Regions from separate parts of the Gossypium hirsutum genome. Here region 1 is linked to region 2. The links are chromatin contacts, called in public Hi-C maps. All regions are on one chromosome and are shown on one strand. The core of a region is the stretch at or near the end of the contact, and the rest is flanking DNA. Distances in the headings are between cores, read along the strand shown. Region 1 has its middle 13 kb from the start of LOC107937516. Region 2 holds the start of LOC107937512 (solanesyl diphosphate synthase 3, chloroplastic/mitochondrial).

The links. A called contact is a pair of places that touch in the nucleus more often than the background predicts.
Region 1: a contact with region 2 is called in a Hi-C map of leaf, with 2.5 times the contacts expected there. The contact joins the enhancer-like site here to the promoter of LOC107937512 in region 2. A contact is called at or near these places in 11 of 34 Hi-C or Micro-C datasets (fibers, leaf and petal).

Annotation. Positions count from the first base shown.
Region 1 is chrA10:4,469,885-4,477,547 of Gossypium_hirsutum_v2.1, forward strand. No RefSeq gene overlaps it. Among protein-coding and RNA genes, the nearest start is that of LOC107937516, 13 kb to the right of the region's middle. Within about 2 kb of position 4,402, at least 3 of the 9 cell types and tissues checked have an H3K27ac peak or open chromatin away from gene starts, as enhancers often do. A contact at or near this core is called in leaf, where this site is marked.
Region 2 is chrA10:4,369,769-4,376,848 of Gossypium_hirsutum_v2.1, forward strand. LOC107937512 (solanesyl diphosphate synthase 3, chloroplastic/mitochondrial) reads left to right here and starts at 4,655. Exons shown (of 12, transcript XM_016870408.2): 1 at 4,655-4,791; 2 at 6,079-6,168; 3 at 6,478-6,558; 4 at 6,652-6,723; 5 at 7,034-7,080. The coding sequence starts at 4,777. It overlaps LOC107937513 (transcription termination factor MTEF1, chloroplastic), which reads left to right and starts at 3,860. Exons shown (of 5, transcript XM_041079631.1): 1 at 3,860-4,791; 2 at 6,076-6,168; 3 at 6,534-6,558; 4 at 6,652-6,723; 5 at 6,819-6,924. The coding sequence starts at 3,860. The coding sequence ends at 4,777. LOC107937510 reads left to right here. Exons shown (of 8, transcript XM_016870399.2): 5 at 1-633; 6 at 1,250-1,491; 7 at 1,590-1,699; 8 at 2,839-3,209. The coding sequence ends at 1,658.

The sequences.
Region 1 (7,663 bases), core at 3,152-5,651, 100 kb after region 2:
TGTGCTCTCTGATATGAAATGTGTAAGACCATGGTTGAAAGATATCATGGCAACGTTATATGAAATGAACAAGACCATGGTTGAAAAATACCATGGCAACATGACAGAAAATGAGTAAGACTATAATTGAAAGACACTATGGCATCATGTCAAAGATAAATAAGACCGTGGATGGGAGACGCTATGACATCTGTTGAACAATTAATATTCAGGTAATATGTATCAGATGACGAATGATTCTATGAAATGGTTGTGTGAAATGTTTACAAGAACTGGTCATATGGAAATATATATACAAAATAGTTGTATGAAATAATTATGAAGATAGATAAACGAAATAAGTATAAGTACATGGAATATAATTTATGTTAAAATATAAGCTATTACCGGAATAAATATACATAAAATCTATGGAAATGATGGAACATGAAATATTGATATAATGAAATGAATGATATATGCTTATGAAGAAACGGTAAGAGCATGATATGTTTCATGACATGTACATATATGATTATCTTTGATATGCTGATACAATGAAATTATGTAAGTTGAGACTATTATTAAACTCAAGTGCGATATGTCGAGAAAATAGATATATCAATGTTGAATTTATATGAGATATGTGCAAGTATACTAACAATGTTGTTGTCTGATGCTTATACAAGTGCCAAACTGTTGATTGAATGGTAATATATTTATTTATATGATACATTGAATCGGTAAGTATTTAAAATTTTTTTAAGTGATCTGTAAATGGTAGTAATGCTCCGAAACCTTGTTCTGGCAGCAGATACTGGTTAGGGGTGTTACAAACATTAAATCCGTAGGCCTACTTTCAGAATCATCATTTAAAACCCCACTGCCCAGATTGCGCCAACTATTAGGCTCTTTAAAAGTAATATGTTGACTTGATTTCAAGGGGATTACATTGGGATTTGAATGTTGATTCCACGATTCCCCCTTAAATTACGCCCAAGATCATTCACCCATTTACTACCTGATTGTTGCCTTCCATACTCTCATTGCTCCACTGGGATCCATCGGCTTGTCGGAGCTACCTACTCGCCACCGCGCCACAACACGCAAAGATATATCCCAGCCAAATACAATATTAACTGGTTCAATTCTAAGTCGAAATGGACAAAAACTCTCGTTGTGTCCCTGCTTGCCAGAAATGAAACAGAACAAACTCAATTTTTTATATTGAAAACGAGCATAAACAGTCATTTCTTTACCGATTAGGATCTTTTTCTTTCGTTTCAACGGATTAGAAACATCTAAACGAACACGGATACGCATGAATTTTTTAAGGCCCAAAGTCGGAATAGAAGTGTCGTATTCAATGAAACTTCCCAAAAAATTCCAAATTGTTTAGCCATTGTTTTTGTCGTCAACCTTGGAGGCAAATCGTGAACTTGGACCCAAAATTTAGAAAAATTTAATAATACGGTTGATGAATTTTCTCCTTTTTGAATTGTTTGCAGGATAAGCAAATGGTTGTTGAAGAACCCAGGTGTACCAGAGAGTACCCTTTGCACATCAACCTCGTGGAATAATTGGAAAAGATACCTTTTATCTATTAGATCCGTGATACATATCCTTCAAATTGGATGCCATAGATTAGCCATAATATTGCGTAAAGAGGGAAAATGGACAACACTATCAGTGAGGCATCGCCCCACCAAGCAGAATTGATAGCTTCGATCCACAGCGGCTGCTTCCTCCTGAAACGCCTCTTCTTCTTCATCCAATAGTCTCAGATTAGCTAATTCTTCTTCCATACTATAGTCACACAAAAAAAACCCGAAAAGATGAACAGAACCAAATAAAAATTCAATCGGGAAAAAAAACAAAAGAAATTAAAAGAGAATCAAAAGAAAACTTTGAGAGAAACCTGTCATAAGACAGACAGAGAGCAGGTTACAACAATATTTAAATATATATGTTTGTGAGAGTTCTACTTGTTAATGTTTTGTAGTTTTTGTGGCATTAATTACTAAAATAAGAACAATTTAATTTTCTTTAAAAAAATAATAATGAAAAGTTTCATTTAATTTTAAGATATAAAAATAGAATAATTTAAATTTAAAAAAGAAAAAAAATACGTATGGTGTACTTCAACTCATAACTTCTAAGATACAAAAATCATTGGAATAAATATGGTAGCATTTGAACTATCTGGGCAATATGTTTAAAGTTCATTAAATCATATAATATATATTTTTATGTAATTTATATAATTTTAAAGATAATTTTTATTATCCGTTAAATAAAAAAAGGTTTATGTTTTATAAAATTAAAATATATTTTGTGATAATTAAATTTTTATCATTTAACTTTTGATTAAAGGTTAAATTTTATAATCTACATATAAAAATATATTATTAAAAGAATTCCATGCTCTTAAATTATAAAATATTTTATTTTGATACACTAAAATTGCGTTAATATATTTTAAATTAACATATATAAATTAATTAAATATGATACAATAAATAAATTCCTAAATAAAATATATTTATATATAGGTTAATTTCAAAGGTTAACAATTATTAACATAAATATATTACTTAAAATTTTAATTATAGCAAATTACAATATATTATATAAAATAATATTAAAATATAATATATTAAACTATATATTAAAAATTTATTAATTTTTAAACTATAATAAATTGTCTACGGTTTTGTAACAATTTAATGTTAAATTTAAAAAATTCAACATATTGATGATAACACATTTTTTAATACAGAAGTTTCTCTTCCATATTTATGTTTATTTTTTGCCTGTAAATTATTGTCTTATATCACGGGTTGTAGATCAAAACCTGTGATGAATTCACATATGGAAAAATTTATCTATTTGAAGTTTTAATGGCCCAATAAAACACTCGAATAAAATTAGAGTTATTAAGTTAATTATTATAAGTCTTGAGAGATAAGATTGTATAAAGTTTAAATCCCTTAGGACTTCGCTTTTGAGATACTTTATTTTTGGCGCCTTACAAAATTTTCAATAGATTTGAAGTAAAAAAATTATTGTTTCATGTGATGGTCAATTTGGTGGTCGATAGTAGAAATCAAGGAAAAAATATTTTCGATTTAAAGGCTAAATCTAAAGGGTTTGGTTTTTTTTTTAATCAAAAGGCATATTGGAGAATAAGAGGAGGATAGGAACATTTCGGTATGTCTGCGGTGGAAGAAGACCACCGATCATGGCAGCAACGGTGGCGGCGGATCAACTAAGGGGCTAAGAATTTTTTAAGAGAAAATAGAATAAAAATAAATTATAGTAAAAATAAATGAAAATTTTAGTTGTAACATTAAATGAAAAAAGATATTTTCAAATTTGTATTGGAAAAAGTGAGTCGGTCAAGTGCCATAGGTTTCTAACATGTATGTGGTTATTGGGATAATTTTGTATTACATCCTCTTAAATATGAAATGTTTTTATTTAAGTCATTTTTTATTTTTATTTTTGATATGTTACTGAACTGCAATTTTATTTTATTATTTTTTGGGGCAATTTTAATTTTTACTTTAACTTTAACTATGAAATTAATTTTGACATTTATTTGATTTTGAGTCAATAAAAATTTTATTTTAATCTTAATTCATGATAATTATATTTCGATGTGTCATATTGAAATATTTAAAAAATATTTTAAAATTTATAAATAATAATAGTATTTAAAATTTTCAATTATATTTACTTAGGTAATAGTTAGGTTAAAAATGGAAGCCCAAAAATCTAGAGTACTTTAAGTACTTCTAAATAATTCAAAATTCTAAATAATTAGTTTAAATTTAACAATAAAATTAAAAATTTTAAAAATATAATATAATTACTACCGTGATACAATAAACTATTAATTTTTAAAAAATATAATTAATAACCATAAATTTATCGGAAATTTATAAAATAATTATGGAAATAAAATAACCATAAATTTATAAGTATTGTTATTTTTTCTTCCAAGTTTTATTCTCTTAAACAATTAAATTACCATAATTTTCTTAATATATTGTTATTATTATAAACCTATTTTTAATATTTATACACCATTAATATATTATTTTGAAATTTTTATGATATACAATATTAGAATACTTTTTTTTTTTTGCAATATCTTTTACCGTATGTAAAAATATCATTTAAAATTTAAAAAAATTAAAAACAAATTTTTTTATGAAAATAATTTATTTTCACATTTTAAATAAATAAATAAATAAATTCCATAAATAATTGTTTTAAAAGATGTTAGTGGTATTTTGTTTTCCTCTCACTTTCTTTTTCGTACAAAAGCAACAGCTCACCTCTTAGATTTGTGGGGTCCATCCACTTTCGCCATCTAGATTTGGTGGCCCCCACCTTTCCCTACGTCGCCACTCCAACTACCCCGGCTTCCCCGCCTCAACAGCTTGGCTCGGCTCGGCTCTAGCCATGTACATGCCGTACGTACCATACTATTACTACAACAAGTCATGCACAAATATAATAAAAATTAATAAATAGTATTTTCTTAATATATATACAGTAAAAAAGTTGACTTCCTAATTTTAGAATTTATGAATTAAAAATATATTTCTTACCTAATGTGATTTTAAGAATGAAATATTATTTATTAAAAAATAATTGGAAATAGAAATGTCAAATTTTGTTTTCCGAAATTTCAAAGTTATGGGAAGAATTTTTTTTTAAAGCTGCCATTATGTGTTGGTTTTTTTTTTTCATTAATCATTTATTTATTTGCATGTAATTAGGGACCCACATGACAGGATCTGAACAAATGGGTCCTATTTACAAAAGGATCCATTTTCTATGATATATTATTTAACCATTTAAATTTATTGCATAAAAAAATTTAGGCGTTAACAGCTTAGCATTATAAATTAAATTATTTCTTTTTAAATTTATATAATTTTTTACAAATTTTAAAAAATAAATTGAGATCAATTTAATAATAGTAATGTGTTTTTATCATCTAATAGTAGGGTTCATCGAAAAAGCTTTAGCCCATGCTCAAATGTTCGGCTCCTAATATCTCAGCCCATCTAGCATGCTTCATGCCTTATTAAATTAAAAAGGTCAAATCCTGTTATTAGTCCCTGTATTATGTATAAGTTATGAATTTAGTCTTGATACTTTAATTTGATTAATTTTAGTTCTTATATTTTTTGATTTGATCAATTTTCGTCCTTGTATATTTTGAATCTTAAGATTCCAATTTTGACCAAACAACAGCAGTTAAATTGTTTGGTTAAATATCGGTATTGATCTTGTACTGTGAGTAAAGTTGGAAATTTAATCCATATTCTCCAATTTGATCATTATTTTGGTTAATTTTTTTCTTTTTTTCTTTTTATAAGGGCTAAAATAATTTACTTTTGCTTTTTGACATTATATTGTTAGGTGGATCTCAAAAGATATGAAAAATCTCCCTCCAAGTTGTACATACGACTCTCATCGAATATGATTTTCCACAAAATTTCATATGCATCTATGAGATCGAGTATGGAATTTTGTTTGCTCACTTTAAATTGAGTATTTGTTTCTCTCCCTTCCTGGTAGGATTAGAAATCATGTATTTTACATATCCATAGATTAAGTCATTGGGTTTCCGAAACAATGTAAAAAGAATGCTTTGAATCTTTGTTATTTGACCCTACTTGTTCTAAAAGAATCTATAAGATTTTAAAAATAGCATAACCTAACTTAATGAATCAAATAACTACCGTTTTGTGAAGATTAAAATTATAAAATTAAAAAAAAAGTATAGTAACTAAAAATGACCATATCAAAATATATGACTTAAATCCATAACTTACACATAATATACGTAGTCTAACCTAGTGAAAATGATTAAAAAACACTAAAATATAGCAATTATTCAAATTAAAGCACCGACTTTTTTTTTTCTTTTAACCCCCAAAAGCGAGATCTTAAATCCAATTTCAGCAAATTTAGGGCAGTGTGCTTAGCTTGATTCCTAAGCAATTTTAGATTCAGTGCATCTAAAAACTTATTATTAAAATTTAAAAGGATAATTACTAAGTAAATTATTATGTATTTAAAAATACTTAACGTTAATGCATGAAATAATTATCCAATTATTAACTATTATAAACTAGAAAGCATTGGCAATGAATTTTTTAAACTGTCTTAAAAAGTTCAAAAGGTAGCTTATATGAAGTATAATAAAAATAAAATATGTGACAATATTTGAAGTTTTTTTTTAACAAATTCATTATAAAATTTGACTATGTCTATTTATATATATATAATGTCTAAAATTATCTGTAATTAATAGTTCTTCTCTAATTTATAAATAAAAATATACGTTTCAATGTTTTTTCATGCTGATTGAATTAAAATTGAATCGGGCAATATTTAAAATTAAAATACTCAATATTGTAATATAAGGCGCTTCTACAATGATAAATTAAAATAATATCTCGTAATTAATTTTAACGTTGTTCAATTTTCTTTTAATGATTTGTTTCACTATTTGGAGCATGCTTGCCGACCCTTTTAGAAACATCTAAGTAGGCAGACAGAAAGAAATTAAGGTTCCATGGGGTTATTTATTTATGTATTTTTTTTAGGTTAAAGCAACATTTAGTCCTTAAATTATGTAATTTTTTTAATTTAATCCTTGAACTTGGTTTGATTTAAATATATAATATAAAAAATTATAAAAAGTTGTTATAAAATATATATTGAAAATTTTAAGTCCCTTTCTTAAATTCAAGTGATAATGTAATATAATATCAAAGTACCACAACATCAAACCTTCACGGAGTCAAACTTTAAAGACCAAATTCAAGGGTGAAGGTAAAAAAAATTTTTAGGAGAGCCAAAATTAAATTGTAATTTTACGATATAATAAAAATAAAATTTCATAATTTTAATAGCCTCTATCTTTATAATTTTTAAAAGATTAAATCAAAATTTTATCATTTTTAAGGGGGTAAAACTATAATTTTAACTTTACTAATTTAAAAATTTTTAAATTTTCAAATGGCCTCAATTAAAAAAATTTCATTTTAAGGGGGACCAAAGTCCCTGCCAGCCGTGCTAGTTTTGCCCCTGACTAAATTTAAAAAAGCTGCTAAATTCCAAAACTAACATGAACAAAAAAAGGTTTAAGGACCAAGATGAGCAATTTGCAAAGTTTAAGGACTAAATATTATTTTAATTTTTTTCCAAGTAAGTTAACCTTTACTTTTTCTCATATGGTACTGTTGGTTTACAGTGTCAAATATATGCTTTTTAAGGTTGTTTTATTTTTACAGTATCATCAAACAAAAGCAGTTTTGAGGTTGTTAATTACCTTTTTTTTTTTTGAAAACTGCTTTTGTGACCTTATAACAGACAAAAAGCATATAATTTGAAGTATTAATTAAGAAAAGTAAGATGCCCAATCCAAGAAACACCCATGAATATATATATATATATGCTTATCTAATGGCCAAAATTGGAACTTAGTGAAGTATTAGACTGACATAATTAAGACAAAAATATATGGTTGTTGTCCCTAATCACCCTGTCTATTTTCAAAAGGATTTCTTAATCCTGAATTTCCCCAAAACATTTAACTTAAAAGTGTGTTTTGCAATATCCTTTAATTAATATGTATAAGACAAGGGTCATCAAC
Region 2 (7,080 bases), core at 3,405-5,904:
CTCAGCAGAGTATTTGTTTCCAACCAGCTGCAGAGGAAGTTCCAGGTGAAATGGGCATCAGCAGTACAAATGACGGGGAGGAAATATTCAATGCTGAACCTGAAACTGTGACAGCTCAAGCTAGGGATGGGCTTAGTTTTGGAATTAGTGGGGGGAGTGTTGGTATGTGTGCCAGCCATGAAGCTGAAATTCATGGAGCAGATGTGTCTGTGCATAGAACAGATAGTGTAGTTGGTGATGTGGAACCCAGAATAGAAGATGTTGAAAATCAGGGTCAAACTGGTGAATCTGCTCCAGATCCTGGGTTGATGGATGAAGTTGTCCCTGGTGAAATAAATAGGGAGGATCCTCATGGTGACAGCCAGGAAATGTTGTCACGCTCCTTGGGGCGGGCTGACAGTGGCTCAAAAGTTGATGGTTCTGTCAAAGCAGAGTCTGTTGAAAGTGGTGAGAAGATAAGCCAAAGCTGCAAACTAGCCCCAGATAACAGTGCTCATCCTTCTCTGTCCTGCAATGCTAATATGTATTCTGGTAATGAAACACCCAAGAAAGAGAAAAAAGATGCTGGAAAATCATCTTCCATAAACAACTGTCCTGAGCCAGAGTCAGATTTTGCTGTTGCAAATGGAATAGGTAAACTCTATGTGCCTTACTTGGTAGATCCTAGCTACCAATTTGCATTGATTTACTTCTAAGGCTCATTGGGTAGTTTAACCCTCTTTTTATTTATTTATTTATTTATTTCACTTTAATAAAACATAAATAAGGCGACAAATCTAATTCATCTAAGAACTGGCTATTAAACAAAAGGAAGATTCCCCTCTTTGGTGCCCAGGTATGATGTAAGTTTTCCTTTAACTTGCATTAGGTTTCAATCATAATCCCTCTGGTTTGTTTTGAAATTTCTTTCACCCAGCCTACTGAAGCAGTAACAATGAGCTAGTCTCGGTACCATAAAAATTTGACTTCTAGGCTGGAATTAATCATACTTTTATCTGGATCATGTACTTATTTCTATTGGTTGCTAGATTTATTTGTAATTAGCATTTATCAGTGTACCATATGTGCAAGGAAAATTGTACCAGTTCAGTTCTGACTGAAGTTACCTTCTTCAGTTTAACCATTTCAGACTTTTGGTTTGTGTTGGAATACATATTTCATGGAACTGTATGAAAATTTGAAGGTGATCCATTTCCAGTTCCCTTCTTTTTCTCTTCGGGATGCCTTATCAAGACTACTTGTTTTTTAGGTCCCCCAAAAGGAGAAAGCAATTATGAAGAAGCTGTAGAATTTGATCCAATTATTCATCACAACCAATTCTGCCCCTGGGTGAATGGAACTGTTGCTGCTGCTGGCTGTAGTGGCTCCAGTGCTGATGTTGTTGCACTCTGTGGATGGCAGTTGACATTGGATGCCTTGGATGCCCTGCGGTCACAGGGGCATATGCCTGTACAGACAGTACAGTCTGAGTCAGCAGCATCGCTGTATAAGGTTTGTTTGTCTTAATACTGGAATATGGTGGTTCTTGGGACTACAGGCTACTACAGTTACCCTTCATTTCCTCAACCATTGCTAATTTTCTCTTGCAGGATGATCACCAAACTCCTGGTAAAAAGCTCCATCGACGGCGTCCTATGAGCAAAAATCACGGGCAATAATGATGGCCAGACACGACGTGTGAAGACATCTTCAATGGCTAGTAAGTATGTCACTTATGTAAAATGATTGGTTGTAGCTGCATCTAATCATGCATCTTTCTTCATGTAATCTTATTCTAAACGGATTTCGATCGTCTTCCTGGAAGTTTAGGTCTTATCCTTCTAGGTATGAAACAAATTTTAGTTAGGGAGTGTGGTGCGTCGCATGCAGTACATGCATATGTGTATATATATCTATATCCTTTGTTTTCTAGAAGTGAAAAAGTAGTTGAAATTATCCATGTTTTATTCTGGTCCAAATCTACAATGTATATGTTATGTATAAAAAGATCAGCATAATTGATCTTAGATTGACAAAACTATAATAAACTTTTATTTCAATGGGGAGTGATCATACGTGCTAGCTATTATTGTTGGTTACACGGCTGTCATAAGCATATCTTTTTGGTAGGAAATTAAAGTTATTTACATATATTTGACTGTTTTGATAAGGATCTTGTTGACACCAAAAAAGCAAGGAGGATCTTTACTATCAATCTGATTATACCTGCAATGCTCTTGTGAAAAGTCTGGTATAATTTGCAAGTCTAATGGCAGTGAAAAGCCCTTGATTTTCCTATATAACAACACTATGAAATAGGTGGTTTGGGGTTGAACTTTTGGAAGTCTAAATGCTGAAAATAGGTTATTGATGCCTATTATTAAAGAAAAAAAGCTTTTTCATTAATCATGGCCAATCTCAAAAGAGTTCAGGAAAATATAAGGAAGACACGCACGGACACACAAAATATAATATGGTAGCATTATTTTAGTGTCAGAGAGTTAAATCTAGTAAAAAATGCATCCTTCTTTGAGCTCAAAAAAAAAAAAGATGTTAACTGACATGCATACAAATTTAATTGGCATCTGTCAGCAATGCATGTAACCTTCTTCTAACTCCCCCCCCAAAAAAAAAAATTCTATTAAAAAAAATTCAATGATTTTATAACCTGAAGCGTGTTATTATGGCATCACTTGTGTGCTCAGTAAAACAAGAAATTTGGACAACACATGCAATCCTACTGCAAATGTGATTGTCATGTCTCCATGATAGAATCTGTTGTTAACAATGGCTTACTTTAACTGTAATTATGTCTATCCTCTGGCTTTCATCTTCGTGTTGTATGCCAATGTCATGTAGGATGGAATAAGCATTCTCAACGGTTGAAGCAAATTGGAAAAGCTTTTTCAGTCATTGCCACTGGAACTGCTGCCACTAGCCCTGGGGAAGTTCTGTCATTTCTTAATGTCCCTTCTTGTTAAACTCTTATTTCATGGTAAAGTACTTTGTGTCAATTCTTACTGCATAGAGGATCTATTTTGCTTTATTTAAGCAGGTTCTTCTCAGTATTATGAACGTTATTATTCTTGATCAGTGATGTGACAGTGAACATTGCTGTTAAGAACAAAGCTCTTGTTTTTCAATTCTTCTGGGTTTTGGTTTGTAATAGATAGTGAGAATATTGTAAACTTAGTTAGCTCAACCTTAATAAGATTTTGATCTTTACGTAATGCTGACATGGTTTTATCTCTCTGCTCAGAACCCAACTATTCTCTTTTTTCTCTCTCTTAATTTTGTCATTACAATTGACCATCCTGTTTATGGTCGACCATTTTCAACATGAATTTTGTTTACAGACATTTCTATGTGATAATGTCATATTTTGTTCATGAATTATAAATTATGCAATATTGTGCTTTAACTTTAAAATTCTACAATGTGGTACCTAAAGTTTGAGTTCATTTATCAATGTACGACAATTTGTTAACAATAATGGCATACATCAAATTGCTACATTATTTTCTAGATCGTAAGATTTACGTTTGCAGTATTGCAAATTTGGTCTAAGATAGTACAATTATTTTTTAACACATGATTTTAAATAATTGAATTTTTATTTTTTTATTATAAATTGTTGAATTGTTGTGATGATTAAATTTTCAATTTCGATACAATATGAGGATACATTAAAGAGTTTAACTGTAATAAGATAGGATGTTACATGGTCCACTTCGTATCCGCCTTAGTCATCTAAAAGAAATCTGGCTGCATCCAATCAATTTTCAACCCAATCGCCACGTGTCATTGCCACATAACATACAAATAAGACCAATAAGATTAGTTTTCAGACAGGAAAGCCTATCTCACTTTTTTCTCCACCATGTCTGCAGCAGCTGCAACTGCATTCCAGTCTTCCCTATGCATCTCTTCTCAGAAACCCTCATTTTCTCCCACAAATTCCCAAGAACCAAACACTCATTTACCATCCAAACCCAAAAGCCTCCTCCACAAACACCCACTCTACTCATCAGCTCACCATAATCTCTCCCTTCAAATCAAGGAGAAAATCTTATGCCTAGAAATCATGGGCATTGACTCAGGTAAAGCCCTCTCTCTCAATCCCTCCCTTCACACCACTTCCCTTGATTCCCTCAATTCCATCATCTCGTTCCTCCAATCTAAAGGCATTCACCAAAAGGACTTCCCTAGAATCTTTGGTATGTGCCCCCAAATCCTAACCTCTAACATCAAAGCTGAGCTTGGCCCAGTTTTCAGTTTCCTCTCCCAAGACCTTAATGTCCCTGAAAATAACTATAGGAAGGTCATTAACAAGTGTCCCAGGTTGCTCACTTCAAGTGTCAGAGACCAGTTGAAACCAGCTTTGTTCTATCTCCAAAGGCTTGGGTTTAGAGATTTAGAGGCTTTGGCTTATCAAGACCCTGTCTTGCTGGTTTCAAGTGTGGAACATACCTTAATACCCAAACTCAAGTTCTTGGAAAGCATAGGGTTTTCAACCAGTGGAGCTAAAAGTATGGTGTTGAGGTGCCCAGGGTTGTTCACTTTCAGCATAGAAAACAACTACAAGCCCAAATTCGAGTACTTTAAAGAGGAGATGAATGGGGATTTGGAGGAGTTGAAAGCATTCCCTCAGTTCTTTGCTTTTAGTTTGGAGAAGAGGATAAAACCAAGGCATATTGAAGCCATAAAAAGTGGGGTTAAGTTGCCTTTGGCTAACATGCTAAAAAGCACTGATGATGAGTTTAAAGAGTTGCTGAGAAACAATGGGGCAAATAGCTGATGATGATCATATATGTAATTCTCTTCTTTATGAACTTTGTTTCATATGTAAATTTGGCAGTGTCATACAATGCTTTTGTAAAGGAAAATGCAGTAAGATATTCCATTAACTATTGCTTTATTGTCAATAATATATATTTTATTAGTATATTTTATCATAAAATAAAATAAAATCAAAACCTTACTCAACATTGGAAATAAATCCCATAATGTAACATATTTAATGATATTCTCATTTGTGAAAAAATCACTATTTTGTCTAGATTAATTAGTTAAGCTAAAAGGTAGATTTTTCATTACGAGCAAAGGAAAGGCTTTCATTTTGGATACGTGGCTAAAGCGGTGCTTCATTTATTAATTAGGTGCTCGGGTCAGACTTTGTACTTTCAGCTACTGCTAGGTCTTGGCTGCTTCCTAACATAAACCCACAGATTTCCTAAACAAAGAAAAGGGTTTAATTTTCTGGGTTTTTCTTCTGTTTGGGTTCCTGGAAAAGTGTTAGTGAGAGATAGAGAGACAAGGTGAGGATGTTGTTTTGCCGGGGATTTTCTAGGATTCGTACAACTCCCGGAAAGAGCTTGTTTGGTTTCGTTCTCTCTCGTCGAACTGACCCTTCTCTATTCCTTCTCTCTAATCAATATGTTTACTCTACTATAAAGGTTAAACCTTGACTCTTACCTTTTTGCTTTTTCTTTATCTTTCTCTTCGAGTTTTGAAACACTGGAAATATGTAATTGACAGTTCTCAGTTGCTCCTTAATTTAAGTTGTTTCAGAGTTTTGTTTCCATTTTTTAAAAATTATTTTTTTGTTAATTAATAAGAATTAATCTGTTTCACCTCTGGTCATGCAAATTAACTAGGGAATGAATCAGATGTTCTGTTTGCTGAAAGGGCACTTTTTTTTCCCCTTTCTATTAGACTGTGTTTTATTTCTTGGGTTTTAATGATAATAGTCCTTAAAGCATGTATTCATTGCACATTTGAATTGCAATGGTGTTGTCACCACCCGGAATGATTGGAATCGGTGCTCAAAGCTACTTCTTTATAGTCAAAGTAAAGTTGATATAGTGAATCTATAGATTGGTAATGATCTCTATGCCTGATGGGTTTATATGATTACTGAATCAAATGAGCCACAAAGAAGATTCCTCTGAGAGGACTATAGCTATGTTCTACATTGATTTTTGTATTATAATAGATATTTTACATCTCTGGTTCTTTCTTTTGATCAATTTATTTTTAATGAAATAATTGTATTGATCATTAATGTTTTCTCTTGTTACTGTTTCTGGGGATTAGTAGGTTCGTAGTGGCAGAGAAACTCTTTCTTGGAGTTTTCCTTCATTGCTTGGTCTTGGACGGCAAATTCATCAGAGTAGCTCTCTAATAGAGGTTATCCTTTAAATTGCTCATCCTTCTACAATTTGCGAGTTTTTTTTTTTTTTTGTTCATTTACCGAATTTCTTTCTTATAGTTTTAGGACAGGAGACATGGTTATCCAGGGATAGGAAGTTTTCTAGTGTGTTAAATTTTCTAATGTTCAAATATGAAACAAATGCTACTATTTTGGCCTTAAGTTGATTACTTCCCTCTCTGTTGTGTTTGTTATTGTTAATTGTTGGCTACTAGTTTGTTTATCTCCTCTCCTTCTATCTCGCCTTTGTTTACTGCAATATTGAGATGGCAAGACATTTCCTCCAGGAACAACTTGATCCATTTTCACTTGTTTCTGATGAACTGTCACTTGTCGCTAACAGGTTGCGGGCTATGGTTATTGCTGAGGTATCACACTGTTCTTTTTCATGTCTATGGAATGAGTTTATTACATTCTTTATGTGGGAAAGCAAATGAAAATTGCATGTTTATGTCATCCAGGTTCCTAAGCTTGCTTCAGCTGCTGAGTACTTCTTCAAATTGGGGGTGGAAGGAAAGAGATTTCGTCCCACGGTAATGTATTTTTACGGATGTGGTAATCTTGAGGTTACTGGCAGATTGTCATAATTTTGATGGTAATTCTATTTTTGCTTTTACTGTGGGCTCAGTATTGCGTATAGGTTGCACTAGGGAAGGGAACAATACAAAAATTCATAGATGAACTACTCTTGTAGCATTCGTTAGCCCCAGTTCGTTCTTGGCTCATTCCAAATTAAAAACCCATTTGACGGAAGCTAAACTTGATCTCTGTTGCTTTTTATCAAAGAAGCTTGCTTTACGTACAAATGATTTTATGGAAATTTATTGTATATGTTCTATGCAGGTTTTGCTTTTGATGGCTACAGCTTTGAATGTTCATATACCTGAATC